Regions from separate parts of the Mus musculus genome. Here all the other regions are linked to region 1. The links are chromatin contacts, called in public HiChIP or PLAC-seq and promoter capture Hi-C maps. All regions are on one chromosome and are shown on one strand. The core of a region is the stretch at or near the end of the contact, and the rest is flanking DNA. Distances in the headings are between cores, read along the strand shown. Region 1 holds the start of Wnt5b (wingless-type MMTV integration site family, member 5B). Region 2 overlaps Erc1 (ELKS/RAB6-interacting/CAST family member 1). Region 3 overlaps Erc1 (ELKS/RAB6-interacting/CAST family member 1).

Region 1 (4,538 bases), core at 941-3,440:
TGCAAGGTGGCACAATTACATCCGGACTGTAGAGGTAGGAGGTTCAAGACACCTTAAGAAAACACCATCTCTCACACACCTAAATACTCAGAGTATAGAAGCCTAGGAAAGCAGGAGTTCCACAGATGGGAACGGGCCAGCTCTTCCAAGCCTGGATGAGCTCCTTTGGCAAGGAGATCGCCACACTGTGTCCACTGTGTCACAGGTCCTCCCGCAGTCTTTAAGGAAAGAAGCGTGGAGGGGCAACAAAGGTAAAGAGGGTTGGGTGTGGTGGCGCACTCTAATCCCAGCACTCGGGAGGCAGAGGCAGGCGGATCTCTGAGTTTGAGGTTAGTCTGGTCTACAGAGTGATCACACTAGGAAACGATGTGAAACAACAACAAAAAGCTCAAAGACGATGTCTGTCACAGCCGCTCATGGTGTCTGCCACCTGCGCTTGTTGGTTAGGAGCCCTGGCTTCCCGTACAATTCCCTTCTTGGGCACCTGCCCTTCAACATCTTATGAAGACACAACGCTGCCTTCCTCCTCAGGACACTGGCCCCCAGTGTCTCTGGGCATTGTTTTTTGCCCCTCCTCCTTGCTAGTTATAGCTACCAATCATGTGTCAAAGAGAGATGTGATACTATTTTGAAATAAAAGGAAACCATCCTGCAGCCTTCCCCACCCAGCCTTGCACCAAGGTGGGGTTTTTACTAGGTCAGGCCTGTGGCTGCTGGACCTGAGATCAGGGCCATCTCCAGCCTGGGCCTGAGATCAGGGCCTCATCTTTGATAAATAGGCAGGCTCTCCTCCGGAATGAATCCACGCAGGAACAGTGGCTCAGGGGAAGATGGTCCAGCTTTCTGGGAGTGTACCTACTACTCGGGCCTGTGCTGTCTGGCCAGTCACAAAAGAGAAACCCTAATATGTCCACATGGACCTGCCTAAGTGCTGATCTCTGGCAAGGAGTGAGCCCCTGCTTGCTTGCTATCTCTGTTCCTATATTGACAGCCAGAACACCAAAGTTCTGGCAAATGGGAGCCTTTCTCTGAGGTGGCCTGAGTAGTTGAGGAGACTGCTAACTTGACCCTGGGTCTTTTTTTCTTCCAGGTACCAGGCTGAAACTGCTCAAGGTGGCAGCTGCTGAAAGCTTTGCCAACGTGGCCTGGCAGTGCAAAAGCATTGAAAAGGGACCTTGGTTATGGGGACAAACGTTTCCTCCTCCATCGATTCACTGTGCAACTCACCCTGGGCTTGAGCCACTTCAGTTTCTCTGCCTGCAAAACAGAACCGATCGTTCTAGAAGCAAAGTGAGCAGTGTTCAACAATGACTTGTGAGGATGCAAATACCCAAGAAAGTTGGGTCTGACCAGAGTGTTGGGCCAGATACCCTCTGAGGCGCCCCGCGAGGATGGACAGAGAGATGCAGAGGAGCAGTCGAGAACCAGACAGCACCACGTCTCCAGTGTGTGACCCGCGGTGGCCTGGGACAGGAACTTGGGCTAAAGTCATCCCTTCGCAGTACCTGTCGGAGACACTCCGCGCCGTTCGTCGCGCGCAAAACTGCAGCTGGGCCCCGGCGAGCCAGGAAAAGCGGAGCAGCTCCGGGTTCCCCGCTTCGCGGAGGCGACGCGCAGCGCCCCGGGGGCCAGTCCCGCTCCGGGCCAGGCGCCGTACGAGCGCAGAGCCCCTGGACGCTCGCGCCCCACCTGCCCGCGCCAGGCACCCGCGCGCGGCCCCAGCTTTGTTCGCAACGGCCCGCGGAGCCCGTCGCCGCGCGCCCCTTTCCCGCCACCTGGCCACACAGCGCCCTCGGCCGGCGCGGGGCCGACTCCCGAGCTTACCTGCGGGGGCTGCGGCGTCGGGTCGTCCACGGGACGGGGCAGCCTCGGCTCAGCGCGCGGGCCGCTCGCGCAGCCGCCCCGCACTCCTCATCCGCGGCCGGAGCCTGCCCGCCCGGAGTGCCCGGTCCGCCCTGATGGGCGCTGGGCGCCCGGAGCTCCGACTCGGCCGCAGGCTGCGCGGTCTCGGGGTCCGGGGAGACGCGTTGTCCCCACCGTCCCTTCAGGCGCCGCTAGCGCCACCGGCCTGGAGCGCGGGACCCCGAGAAGTTTCGGCCCCGACTTAGCGGCACCGTTGGCGGCCACGGCTCGAGTGCAGCGCCGGCGCGGGGCGCGCGATCCCGGGGCTCCGCCGCCTGCGCCCCGCCCCGCCCCGCGCCGCCTCCCCGCCCCCCGCAGCCCGCGGCCGCGCGCGACGCCCAGCTCCGGAGGGCTCCTCCCCGGAGCCGGACCGGCCCCCGCACCTGCCTTCCGCGCCCCTCCGCGCCCACTGTCCCGCAGACTCTGCGGGGACAGAGCACTGCAACCGCGCGTGGACGTGGAGCGCGGACGCGTGACTCACCTTTTGGTGACACCCTTTGGAGTCCGGAGCTGCGAAGCGACCCGGGAGCTATTTCCACTCTGCAAACCCCGGTCCGGACCCACACAGGCAGGTCTCAGACTGGGACTCTGATGCCTGGATTGTTCTAGCGGGAAAGGCTTCTGTCAGGACTTAGGGCCCAGTTAGTCTCCGGATAAACATGAGGCACATAAAAGGACCCTACCGTTAGTAGCCTGCAAAGGTCACTAGAGGCCAGTGTTTGGCCTTAGCTCAGGGCAGAATTTAAACACTTTTATGGCGGTTCCTATAGTCTGTTAGTCTGTTTCCTCACAGAACACCACAGTGAGCTGCCCAAGGAACCGGAAAAGGTGAAAGGAATTAGAAGAGGCTTTGGGGAGTCCAGGCCTCCAGCTGGTGGCAGAACCCTGTTCCAGATCCTGGTTACATGGTGCCCACCACGAGCACATGATCTGAATCCATTCTGCAGGTTGTGAGTTTGTCACCCTGCTAAAGAAATTCCCTCGAAATTCAGTTCGGTGAGGGGAAGGAACCAGCAGTAATAATCAAAGACACTGTACTTTTGACCTAGAAACCAAAGAAGGGGACAGAATCCCCCTTCTGGGCATTAAAAAGACAAGGAACTCATCACACTGAGGAGGTGTAAGGAGCTGTTGTTCTCAGGGGTCACAATAGGAAGAGTTAAGGGATATTTTCATCAAATGATCCCTTAATTGGAAAGAAAGGCTCTTGGAATTGGGGTGGCAGCAGCCCAGGTACTCCGGGACTTTTCTCACTTGGAAGTGAGCGTGGTTTACAAGATCTGGTCCAGCCAGTAAATCAATGCCTTATGATAATTATAGGACCCTGCCCTCTCAGGGAGTCCAGTTCAAGGGCTTTATCCTTGGGGACACATGGGACAAGGGGAGAGCCATCTAAAACAAGCACAAAATCTCTGAGTTGGCTTTGTCAGTTTATAATTGGCTCCAGTATTTCCCTCTAGTGAATCATTCGTTCTGGGCTTCTGGCTTTGTGGAAGTTTCAGGGAAAACCTGGAGGTTGTAATCACTCCAGAAGGCCACCTGGGAACAAAACCTGAATGCTGCCTGGGGTTCAATCCGTGAGCTCTCACCATCCGGAAGTTTAAAGTCTAGAGAAACAGGATGTGGGGAGGTGGACCCCTAGAATGCTCATGCTCGCCCAGGGTCATTTTGCTCTGCCTGCCCCTCGCTGACAGCGTGAGAGAAGCAACTCAGCCAGCAGCCAGCACATCCCTCCTTCCCTCCTTTGTCCAAGATACATCAGATAGTGGCCCTGTGGGAAGCCCTTGCTCAGCTAAGATGCATATCATGAGCAGGCTGCATAGCCTGGGCCGTGAGCTAGCGAGGTCTATACAGAACCTGTGCTCCAGAGGCTGGCAAGAAGGTCTGCTTTAGATTGATTGGCAATCTGGCAGGATCTAGTATTGCCTTGGAGACAAATTTCTGGGCATGTCTTTGGATGATTTTTCTAGGCTGGTTAGTTGAGGGGAAAGATGCCCACTAAATGATGGAATGAGTAGGAGATAGCCAGTTGGACATGAGTATCTATCGCTGTCCACTTCTTGACCACAGATGTAATGTAGCCAGCCACCTCCAGCCTTGCCATGATGACCAGACGCACTACAGAGTGAGACCCTGTCTCAAAACAACCAAATAATAATATAAAATAATAAAGAAAAAGAAGGAAGGACAAGAAGTTTGTCATCGGCATGGACTACACAGTGAGGTCCTACATCAAAAGGAGGAGGAGGAGGAGGAGGAAAAGGAGGAGGAGGAAGAGGAGCAGGAAGGAGAGGAGGAGGAAGGAGAAGAGGAGAAAGAGGGGGAGGAAGAGAAGGAAGAGGAAGCATCAACAACAGCTGGGCTTTGGTGGTGCATGCCTTTAATCCCAACACTCAGAGGCAGAGGCAGGCAGATTTCTATGAGTTTGGGAGCAGACTGGTCTATAGGATGAGTTCCAGGATAGCCAGGGCTACACAGAGAAACCTATTTTGAAAAACCAAAATAAATAAGTAGATACATAAATAAATACATAAATGAAGGGAAGGAGAGAAGGGGAGAGAGTGGGCAGATGGGAGGGAAAGGAAGGCAAGCCTGGGAAAACTAGGAAAAAATAGTTGGTCCTACAGGAATTTCAG
Region 2 (4,538 bases), core at 1,406-3,905, 130 kb after region 1:
AAGTAGAGTCACTGTTTTCTATTCATGATAGCTATAAAGTACTGTGAACACTGAATTAGCAAATTCTGAGAAGAGAATCAAGAGAAGAATGAAAGAACTAGGTTCACAGAAGTATCTGGCCATAGCACTTTGACAACCAAATCTCGTTCTATGTATGTTTCTACCTAAAGGAATCTTATTTTATATAATAACAAATAGACATACAACAAACTCATAGCAAAAAGCTCTGTATGTATCTAATACACTGGTGAAGGTTATCTAATACAAGTATTAGATATTCTCTGTAAGGAATAGCTTAGTATTTTGGGACTTAGGACCCTGTACACCCTACAAGCCCTAGGCTTAAAGCTTTGCAAGATCCCCAGTTTTGTTTTTTGTTTTTGCAAACCTGTGGGAAAGATGGTGCTAAAGACCATGTGAAGTCAGCTGTCTACAGTACAACACCCAAACCAGAAAGACAAAGTGTTACCTTTTCTGTCTCTAAATTAAAATATGACTCAAATTGTTTGCTACTCTGTCCAGATGTGAAGAACTGAACATGTCCCAAGTGTTGGTTTGGGGTTGCAAATATGCTTTAGCGGCGAGTAAACTCACAAATAGAGCTTTTACTAATAGAGGATCAACTGGACTTGTTTCTAAAATGTATTCAGTGAAAGCAAATATTTGTCTTCTACCCCATAATCAGTATTACTTTCTTTAGCATGACCATGGTATGACACAGGCTACTCCCTGACAGTGTTGCTGTTTTGGACAAGAAGCAATGTGGTTGTATATGAACCCAAAGTGAGTCTATCACCAGGTGGACATACCCAACTGTGCATTAGGAACAATATTGTAAACTCTTAAATAGAACATGTAAAATAAATCATGGGTTTAATTATCTAAACTAAATTTAGAAATTGAAACAAGAAATTACAATTCCTAATTCTTTATTCCAAGAGGTTATATTTTATGAAAACTCTTTTGCCATCTCTAAAATAAGCTCTAAGAAGAACCCAAAACTAAAAAGGTTAGGAAACATGAAGTCCTAATTGCAGTTATTATCAGTTTACAACTGTAAATGCTTAATTTCATATTTAAGAATCTATCACTGGTTTTATATAGTCAACTTTTTGAAAGTTAAAAATAAAAGTTTATTTAATAGTCATTCTGAAGGAGCAGAAGATTTGGCTAGAGAGACATGGAAACATTATTGCTTAATAAATTCCAACAGTTTACTAGCTAGTACTTAAGAGTTCGAGTTTCCATTACAAAGAACTATAGTGAACACAACTGCAGAAAAGATCTAGAGAAACATAAAATTATCATTTTAAGAAAGGCAATGGTACTATCTAAATTGTTATGTCTACCTTCCTCTTCTCTCCTACTCTTTCAATGCACTAGACATCAAAATGACAAACATAAAAAATGTATGCTTTCAATAAGCCCAAAATATGAGAGAGGTAAATAAAAGACAAGGTTTTATTTGTAACATCGCCAAACTGTCTTGCTAGTGAGGCCGCGCAGTGGGTAGAGATCACTTGCTGTCCTATGATGTAAGCCTGACTACCTGAGTTTGAGCTCAGGGACCCAAGCAAACGTGGAATGAAAGAACTGATACCATCTCCAACCAGCTAACACCTCAGATTTCTACTTATGGTTGAGTGGGTAAACTGTGGTATAGTCACAGGATGGAATGCAACATAGCAAGTGTAAATGAGCTACTGTTACACATACACGGAATGAAGCACGGGTGCATACAGAAGAAGACACACTACAGAAGGGGTGTGAGAGGGCTGTGAGGTAAGTGGATAGGGACAGTAAAGACGGGAGGGTCACTTAGGGGCAGGTAAGTATCCCCACGCCTGCGAATCACCTATAAAGCACAACTATGGTTCTGACAAGAAAAAAGACAAGAGAAGAAATCAAGCAGACATGGACTGGACACGGTACCAGAATTCTTGAGAATAGAGGAAGGGCTTAAAGATAAGCTCTAGTGTTATTTTAGAAGAAGTGGGGACATTTTATTTCAGGTAGTAATTTTAATGTTACTATAAAAACCTCATTTGGGGTGTTTTATGAATAGTTTTATATTATATAGGTAGTATGGAATGTAAGTCTGATATATAATTATATACCATTTAGTTTTGCTTGCTGTATATTGCATGCAGAAACTAAAATGTTTATAGGTAAACCAACCAGACAACAAGATGATACAGAAAATTCCTCAAAATCGCTGGAGTTGGTAGGAGCTCCAGGGTAGATTGGTTATTATTACAGAAACCTTTGGGATTAAACTTTCTAGCCCTTTCTAATCTGACATTCTTGATTTAAAAAAAAAACAACTAAATAAAATCTTTGAGATTCAAATTACTTGGAAAAACTCAGTTAATGAATTTGGAAGGAAGAGAGGGTCTCTTGAAGCTCTTCCACTGTGGTTCATAAAATAAGTTTAAAGTTGCTATATCTCTGTGAGTGTGTCTCCATTATCATTACTGCCAAATGTATTCTTCAGGAGTCCCTCAGACGCTCTCAGAGGCTAATAATTCTGGCTTATAAGAATATACTGCATGCTACACATGCCCGTGTCTTCAGGCCGTTCAAGAGTATGCTCATCCTGAAAATGTGTGAACTCTGTCTGAGAACAACTGCATGAGTCACAGCTTCCAAACAGCTATTTTGCACCTTGAAACTTTATACCAGTTCACTTCTATATTCATCTCGACATGGATCAGTTCCCAAGCTGTGTTTACTTTTCCACTGTCTGCAAATATTTTTATGACTTCTTTTGAAGTGACTGTCACAAAACCAAGTCAGGGTCATGGCCTCTTTCCTAGTAAAACAAAGACTTCTGCCTCCACATTCAATTTGAAGAGAGGAAAAGACAATGTGTATTCTATGTTAAATGCTATCTGTATAAAGATAAGCTCTAAGGCAGTGGTTCTCAACTTGTGCTTTGCCAGCCCTGGGGGATTCAACAGATTGCTTCACAGGGGTCACCTGAGACCAAAGGAAAAAGCACAGATATTTACAATTCATAACAGTAGCAAAATTACAGTTATGAAGTAGCAACAAAAAATAATTTTATGATTGGGGGTCACCACAACATAAAAAACTGTATTAAAAAGTCGCAGTAGGAAGGGTGAGAAGTACTGGGCTAAGTTATTTCATAATTGGCAGAATAGATTAAATGAGCTTAATTATGCATTATGAGTAGGCCTGTAAATTCTGTACTTTTAAAGTAATTTCTCACAAATTTATGAGACAGACATTTACTACTTTATATACATGAAATGAGAGCACAATAATGTCAGTGTCACACATTGTATAATTAAATCCAATTCTAAGTTGAAAACTCATGCTTTTATTGCTATATTAAAGAAACATAATATTAAAATATTATATAGGTAATACATTCACTCCCCACCTTTCTCCATGCAGATTAGATTTTTAACACAGCTACGCATGTGATTTACCAGTCAGACTATAAACTCAGGTCTCATTCATACGGTTTTTCAAAAAGTATAAAGAATATATAAACGTAGTCAAAGCATGACACTGCATGCTTATGATACTAGTGTGGAGGGAACTTAGACAGCAGGGTTGAGATTCAAGAGCACTTTAGACTATACACTGTGATTCTGTCTCAAAATATTGTGCTTTATAGTTAAAAGACAAAAAAAAAAAAAACAAAAAAACAAAAAAAAAACCTTCACTCATGCTTGTTCTTACTGCCCCAGGTTAATGGTCATTATATGCCCAGCTTCAAATTTCCTTCTTTTAAAACAAATAGTAGTATATAACATTCCCATGCTGTTATTTTCATTTAATGGTATCAACTAGAAGATTTGTGTGGTGATATATACCTGAAATCAGATATCAAACAGAAACAAGTATCAACTTGGACTTGAAGTCCTCTGATCTTATGGTTCTACTTTGCAAATTTTATTCTGCAGATGTACACATATGAAATGACTTTGGCTTAAGATTATTTTCATGCTAATGAAAATCTGCATTCATATAAACTTTTACTAAATAACATATATAATAGAGGAATTTTAAAAGTAATTTAATTATTTACCAAGGGAAGAACAGTTAAATGTATTATGGAATACCATTCCCAAAGATAGGAGAGTTAACTGTGATATAGAAGGATAATACAAATGTAAACCTAAGTCAGCAGAAATTTAGTAAGTAGATATGGATATTGTCTAGTACATATAAGAATATAAAATTCTATAATACTATGTGGGGAGAGACTAATATTGGCAGCAATTCAGTAAGAGGTATCAAAGTTAAGTATGTATGTCAGACAGTGGTGGCGCATGCCTTTAACCCCAGCACTTGGGAGGCAGAGGCAGGCGGATTTCTGAGTTCGAGGCCAGTCTCGTCTACAGAGTGAGTTCTAAGACAGCCATGGTTATTCAGAGAAACCTGTCTCAAAACAAACAAACAAACAAACAAACAAACAATGTATATGTTCTTATTAGCAAATTCTATTAAAGAATATATGCTAGAGAAATATACTTACATATGTTAAAAAAAAAAAGCAAGAATAA
Region 3 (4,538 bases), core at 1,279-3,778, 91 kb after region 1:
GAGCTTCAACTGCAGTCATACGGAAAAGTTTAGTGAAGCCACAAACTGGAAGACTATCATTTAAATATTCTGAGATTTAATTTTGGATGAGTAGATGTACTAAACTCTGAACAAGTAATACTAACAAATGTGAGCCACAGACCAGCTTACAATATGAAAATAAAAATTCGTTTAACTAGTTTTTGTTGCTGGAAGAGAAGAGAAGATCCTCATGGATCCTAGTATCACGTTCTGCTGTCTTAACACTGTGGAACTCAGAAAAATGGCAGGTGGCTTATACATCCAGGCTCTAGTTAGCACCAAAGCAATCAAGATGGTCTAAATACATCAGCTCATCATTTGAAACACATATTTTAAGTGGTGAAATGCCCTCATAACTGAAGGAGTTCAAGCTGGATCAACTGTGTACTGTACACTTCCTATTGGTTGTCATCAGGGTCCTTTCAGGACATAAGATGTGGAATGAGAAGCGTGCACTCTCAATGAGGGTGCTGCATGTCTGTACTGATTGTAAGAGTCACAGTTGGTATTAGCCAAAAAGGAAATGAGGAATTAATATAAGCAATATAATTATATAGCACCATCAGTATCTTTATTAGATACAAATTCAAATATGACAGGGATTTGAGTTTTGTATTATAAAAAATGCTCATGGGGTGGCAAGCCTGCTGACCTGAGCTTGATGGTGGAAGGAGAAAACTGACTACAGTAGAAGGGGAGAGATGTCTAGTTTCTAGCCTCTACACTGTGCATGTGTGCATGTACACATACTCACGAGGGGGTAATAAAAAAAGAAGAACAGCACAGTGTGAAAAGGTGAAATTATTCCACATTGTTGAAGTGTTTTGATCGAGTTCCAATTCTTACATAAACGGTATGCTTGGACAGTTAGGGATAGAGACAGTATTGTTCTCTTGGATATGTTATAATTTTAATAAATTTGCAATGGATACTATTAATGCCCAAAGAAAACATGCATAAGGCTCTGGAGCCTCTCTTGCTTTTCACCGGGATCCACTCCAGATGCTGCTCAGGTCACACCTGAGTGAGTGGTGTCTCTCCCCATCCTGACAGCTGATTCTGCAGACAGACTCTAGGCTAGCACATTCCAAGCTATGAGTTACCCAACTCCTAAACACCTAATATAATAGATGCACACTAACCAAATGGGTGCCTTATCCTCATGTTCTCCACACCCTAAAGGTGACACATTCTTTCCTCAGAATGCAAGAAACAATCCTCTCCCATTGCCATCTGGGAATCAGAGACTGCCTGACTTGCAAGCATTTACTATGGACTCATCAACCCCCTGGCATACAAACTCTCCCTTTCCTGTAAGAAGGCAACCTCACTTTGTCCTTTGGGCCTCAGCTTTCCTCAGGACCTTTGCCATGCCTGTCTTGTTAATAACTCTTGTAATAAACCAAGCTCTTATTTACATGAACAATCTGCCTCGGGGTTCTCTTGAGCCCAAACCTGAGACTTTGCACTCTCGTTATGTTTTAGATGTTATATAGTGAAGCACAGCAATACACCTCTACTGCTTTGCTGTAGCTAGTACCTCTGCTGTATGCATTCCCAAGGTTTTCAGATATTTAGCAATGGTTAAAACTACCTGGAACTACTAAGCCTTTACTTGGGTTCCTTGCAAGATCTGGTAGGACAAAAGCCCTATGCTCAGGTCTAGCATGGAGAGTTACACTTATCATCTATGTCCCACAGCTCTCCCTTTACTAGTCCTGGGGAGGCAGGAGAGATGTCCTGGCTCCTCACAGTTGACTGTTGCTGAATAAAGTCTCTTTTGCAAGCTTGTCCTCTTGCTAGTACACATACTGGGTGTGGAGCAAACTGGATCTCTTTGGGCGAACCGCCTTGAAAACACTGTGGAGCTTCTCCCTCTTCTTTGCTCATGGAGACTGACCTCAGGGCCTTGAGTTCCACCACTGAGTTAAATCCTTTGAAAAGGTTTAAGACAAGGCAGGGATGTGTAAGCCACAGCAACAGCTTTAAACTTGGTGGGATCACCCTTGCTGCTCTCCTGGAACATCTGACAGGAAGGACTGATTACACGGTGAGCTGGTTATTAGGTGCTTATTAGACCCACTGTGAAAAAGTTGAAACTTGTTTAAAATGTTGTGTTTTCAGAGGCAAAAAATCAGAATGAAACAAAACAGTTAAGTTGTGAAAGAAACTGGGTTTAGTTGTTGTCTATTGAAAACAGTCTTTGTAAGAAGATACTTTTTGATAAAAGTACTATTTTTCTGATGAAAACAGAGAAACAGAAAAGAATATAAAAAAAGTCAGAAGTGATCATTTTTAGGAAAAGATACAGAAATCAGAAGTTGATCACAACAGAGTGCTCCCGACTAGAGGCTGCCCCCAGATGGAGTCCTGCTAGCACAAGCAGCCTCACTGTTTGCCTGGAGAGCCCCAAGAGAGCAACTAGGAAGACACAAGGGAGAACCCCCAGAGGATCAGAGGACAAAATGTCAGCGCACTTCCTGCCGAGTCACTCTCCCTATTCTGAGTCTATTCCTCAGTTAACAAACAAACACCCCACCCCATCAACCATGGATACAAACATTTCAGTGGTTAGCAACCCCTATTTCCTGAGTAAGTTGCAGCAGAAAGGCAAGTCATTAAAGTGGCTAGTCACTCTGTCCCTGGTGCTGTAAACTACACCAGCTGAACTTGCTCTTTGACCTGCATAGACTAATGGAATCAAGATGTGCACTACTGTGGCATGTGAGCTCCAGGAAATAGTAAGACCTCCCCTCTGTTCCTTTCCCCATTCTGGGCAAATTTCAGAAACCAGAGACAAATATCAAAGGCAAAGAAAGCTGAGCATCCTTTGATGATTTCGGAATCTTTAACACATTGGCCTTCCAGCACCAGTAAGTAAGAAACTGCAACCAAGACTGAAACAGTGACTTGGCGGGAGTGCTAAGCATGTGTGTGTTCCACAGAAGCACACTGAAGTACACGGGACATGAATTAAGGAGCATAACCAACAATGTTTACCATCCCCTCCTTGTCCAAGTATGAATTCCAAGTTGGATAGCTGCAGAATTATATACAATATACTCCACAATCCTGAAAGCTTTTGGGGAAAAGATCAGATGAAAGAAGGAGGCCAGTGGCTTAGCATGCTAATACCATGGGGTAAGCTCACCGTGTAATCAGTCCTTCCTGTCAGATGTTCCAGGAGAGCAGCAAGGGTGATCCCACCAAGTTTAAAGCTGTTGCTGTGGCTTACACATCCTTGCCTTGTCTTAAACCTTTTCAAAGGATTTAATTCAGTGGTGGAACTCAAGGCCCTGAGGTCAGGCTCCATGAGCAATACCATGCTAATACCATGGGTGAAGAGGCATAGGTTAATTGTCAACAACCCATATTAAATAGGAAATCCACATTCTCTTATTAATGGATTACATGCACTTTGATTCTGTTGCCTTATTATTTAACTCACTAGCTATCCAGAGATTATAGGCGATTTCTGGGATATCTGTTTTGTTCTTCTATCTCATGCCCTGAAGATGTCCACTCAACTATAATTTCCTCCCTTCTCTGCAGAGGTCTCAGTGTATGCAAGACACATTAACCTGTTTAACCTTTGTGAAAGGCCTGCTGAGGTAACTCCCTAACGATTCCAGCATCTCTACTTACTTTGAGGCTCCCCACCCTCAACTCTGTGAAGCAGTTATCACACATAGCAGTAGTGATCTGTATTCCACGACTACACTGCCTTGTACAACAGTACATGAACTCAATTCTGGAATTAATGAAAGCTTCATTTTATTAGTATACAGAGATATTTGCTTAACAATTAATTTAGCAAAAGTTATTAACTTTCCTTCTTTTGTGAAATACAGCTATTTATTCTTTAAGTAAGGTAAGCTTAAAGAAAATTCATTGTTATATAAAACATTTATTTGAAAGAAACAATAAGGCAAAAGACACCGTCAATAAGACAAAAAGACCACCAACAGATTGGGAAAGGATCTTTACCTATCCTAAATCAGATAGGGGACTAGTATCCAACATATATAAAGAACTCAAGAAGGTGGACTTCAGAAAATCGAATAACCCCATTAAAAAATGGGGCTCAGAACTGAACAAAGAATTCTCACCTGAGGAATACCGAATGGCTGAGAAACACCTGAAAAAAAGTTCAGCATCCTTAATCATCAGGGAAATGCAAATCAAAACAACCCTGAGATTCCATCTCACACCAGTCAGAATGTCTAAGATCAAAAATTCAGGTGACAGCAGATGCTGGCATGGATGTGGAGAAAGAGGAACACTCCTCCATTGTTGGTGGGATTGCAGGCTTGTACAACCACTCTGGAAATCAGTCTGGCGGCTCCTCAGAAAATTGGACATAGTACTACCAGAGGATCCAGCAATACCTCTCCTGGGCATATATCCAGAAGATGCCCCAACTGGTAAGAAGGACACATGCTCCACTATCTTCATAGCAGCCTTATTTATAATAGCCAGAAGCTGGAAAGAACCCAGATGCCCCTCAACAGAGGAAT

Evidence for each region. Promoter capture Hi-C pulls out the DNA fragments that hold promoters and counts their contacts. HiChIP or PLAC-seq counts read pairs in DNA pulled down with a chosen protein or histone mark.
Region 2: a contact with region 1 is called in a promoter capture Hi-C map of liver, with 2.1 times the contacts expected there. The contact joins the enhancer-like site here to the promoter of Wnt5b in region 1. A contact is called at or near these places in 9 of 39 promoter capture datasets (the C10 cell line, the HPC-7 cell line, embryonic stem cells and 5 more), 1 of 115 datasets of contacts at active chromatin or transcription factors (pancreatic cancer cells) and 2 of 9 other capture datasets (adipose tissue and embryonic stem cells).
Region 3: a contact with region 1 is called in an H3K4me3 HiChIP or PLAC-seq map of the 230-238 cell line, with 15 read pairs. The contact joins the enhancer-like site here to the promoter of Wnt5b in region 1. A contact is called at or near these places in 10 of 39 promoter capture datasets (the 3T3-L1 cell line, HPC-7-derived erythroid cells, cranial neural crest and 4 more), 1 of 484 Hi-C or Micro-C datasets (uterus), 5 of 115 datasets of contacts at active chromatin or transcription factors (the 230-238 cell line, DN3 thymocytes, forebrain and 2 more) and 3 of 9 other capture datasets (adipose tissue, liver and pancreatic islet).

The regions. Positions count from the first base shown.
Region 1 is chr6:119,542,157-119,546,694 of GRCm38.p6, forward strand. Wnt5b (wingless-type MMTV integration site family, member 5B) reads right to left here and starts at 2,191. Exons shown (of 5, transcript NM_009525.3): 1 at 1,825-2,191. It overlaps Gm52875, which reads left to right. Exons shown (of 2, transcript XM_030255703.1): 2 at 1,091-2,191. The coding sequence starts at 1,392. The coding sequence ends at 2,108.
Region 2 is chr6:119,667,231-119,671,768 of GRCm38.p6, forward strand. All of the region lies in intron 17 of Erc1 (ELKS/RAB6-interacting/CAST family member 1), which reads right to left. Among named protein-coding and RNA genes, the nearest start is that of Wnt5b, 130 kb to the left of the region's middle. Within about 2 kb of position 2,656, at least 8 of the 459 cell types and tissues checked have an H3K27ac peak or open chromatin away from gene starts, as enhancers often do. A contact at or near this core is called in liver, where this site is marked.
Region 3 is chr6:119,633,238-119,637,775 of GRCm38.p6, forward strand. All of the region lies in intron 17 of Erc1 (ELKS/RAB6-interacting/CAST family member 1), which reads right to left. Among named protein-coding and RNA genes, the nearest start is that of Wnt5b, 91 kb to the left of the region's middle. Within about 2 kb of position 2,529, at least 94 of the 459 cell types and tissues checked have an H3K27ac peak or open chromatin away from gene starts, as enhancers often do. A contact at or near this core is called in the 230-238 cell line, adipose tissue, embryonic stem cells and 2 more, where this site is marked.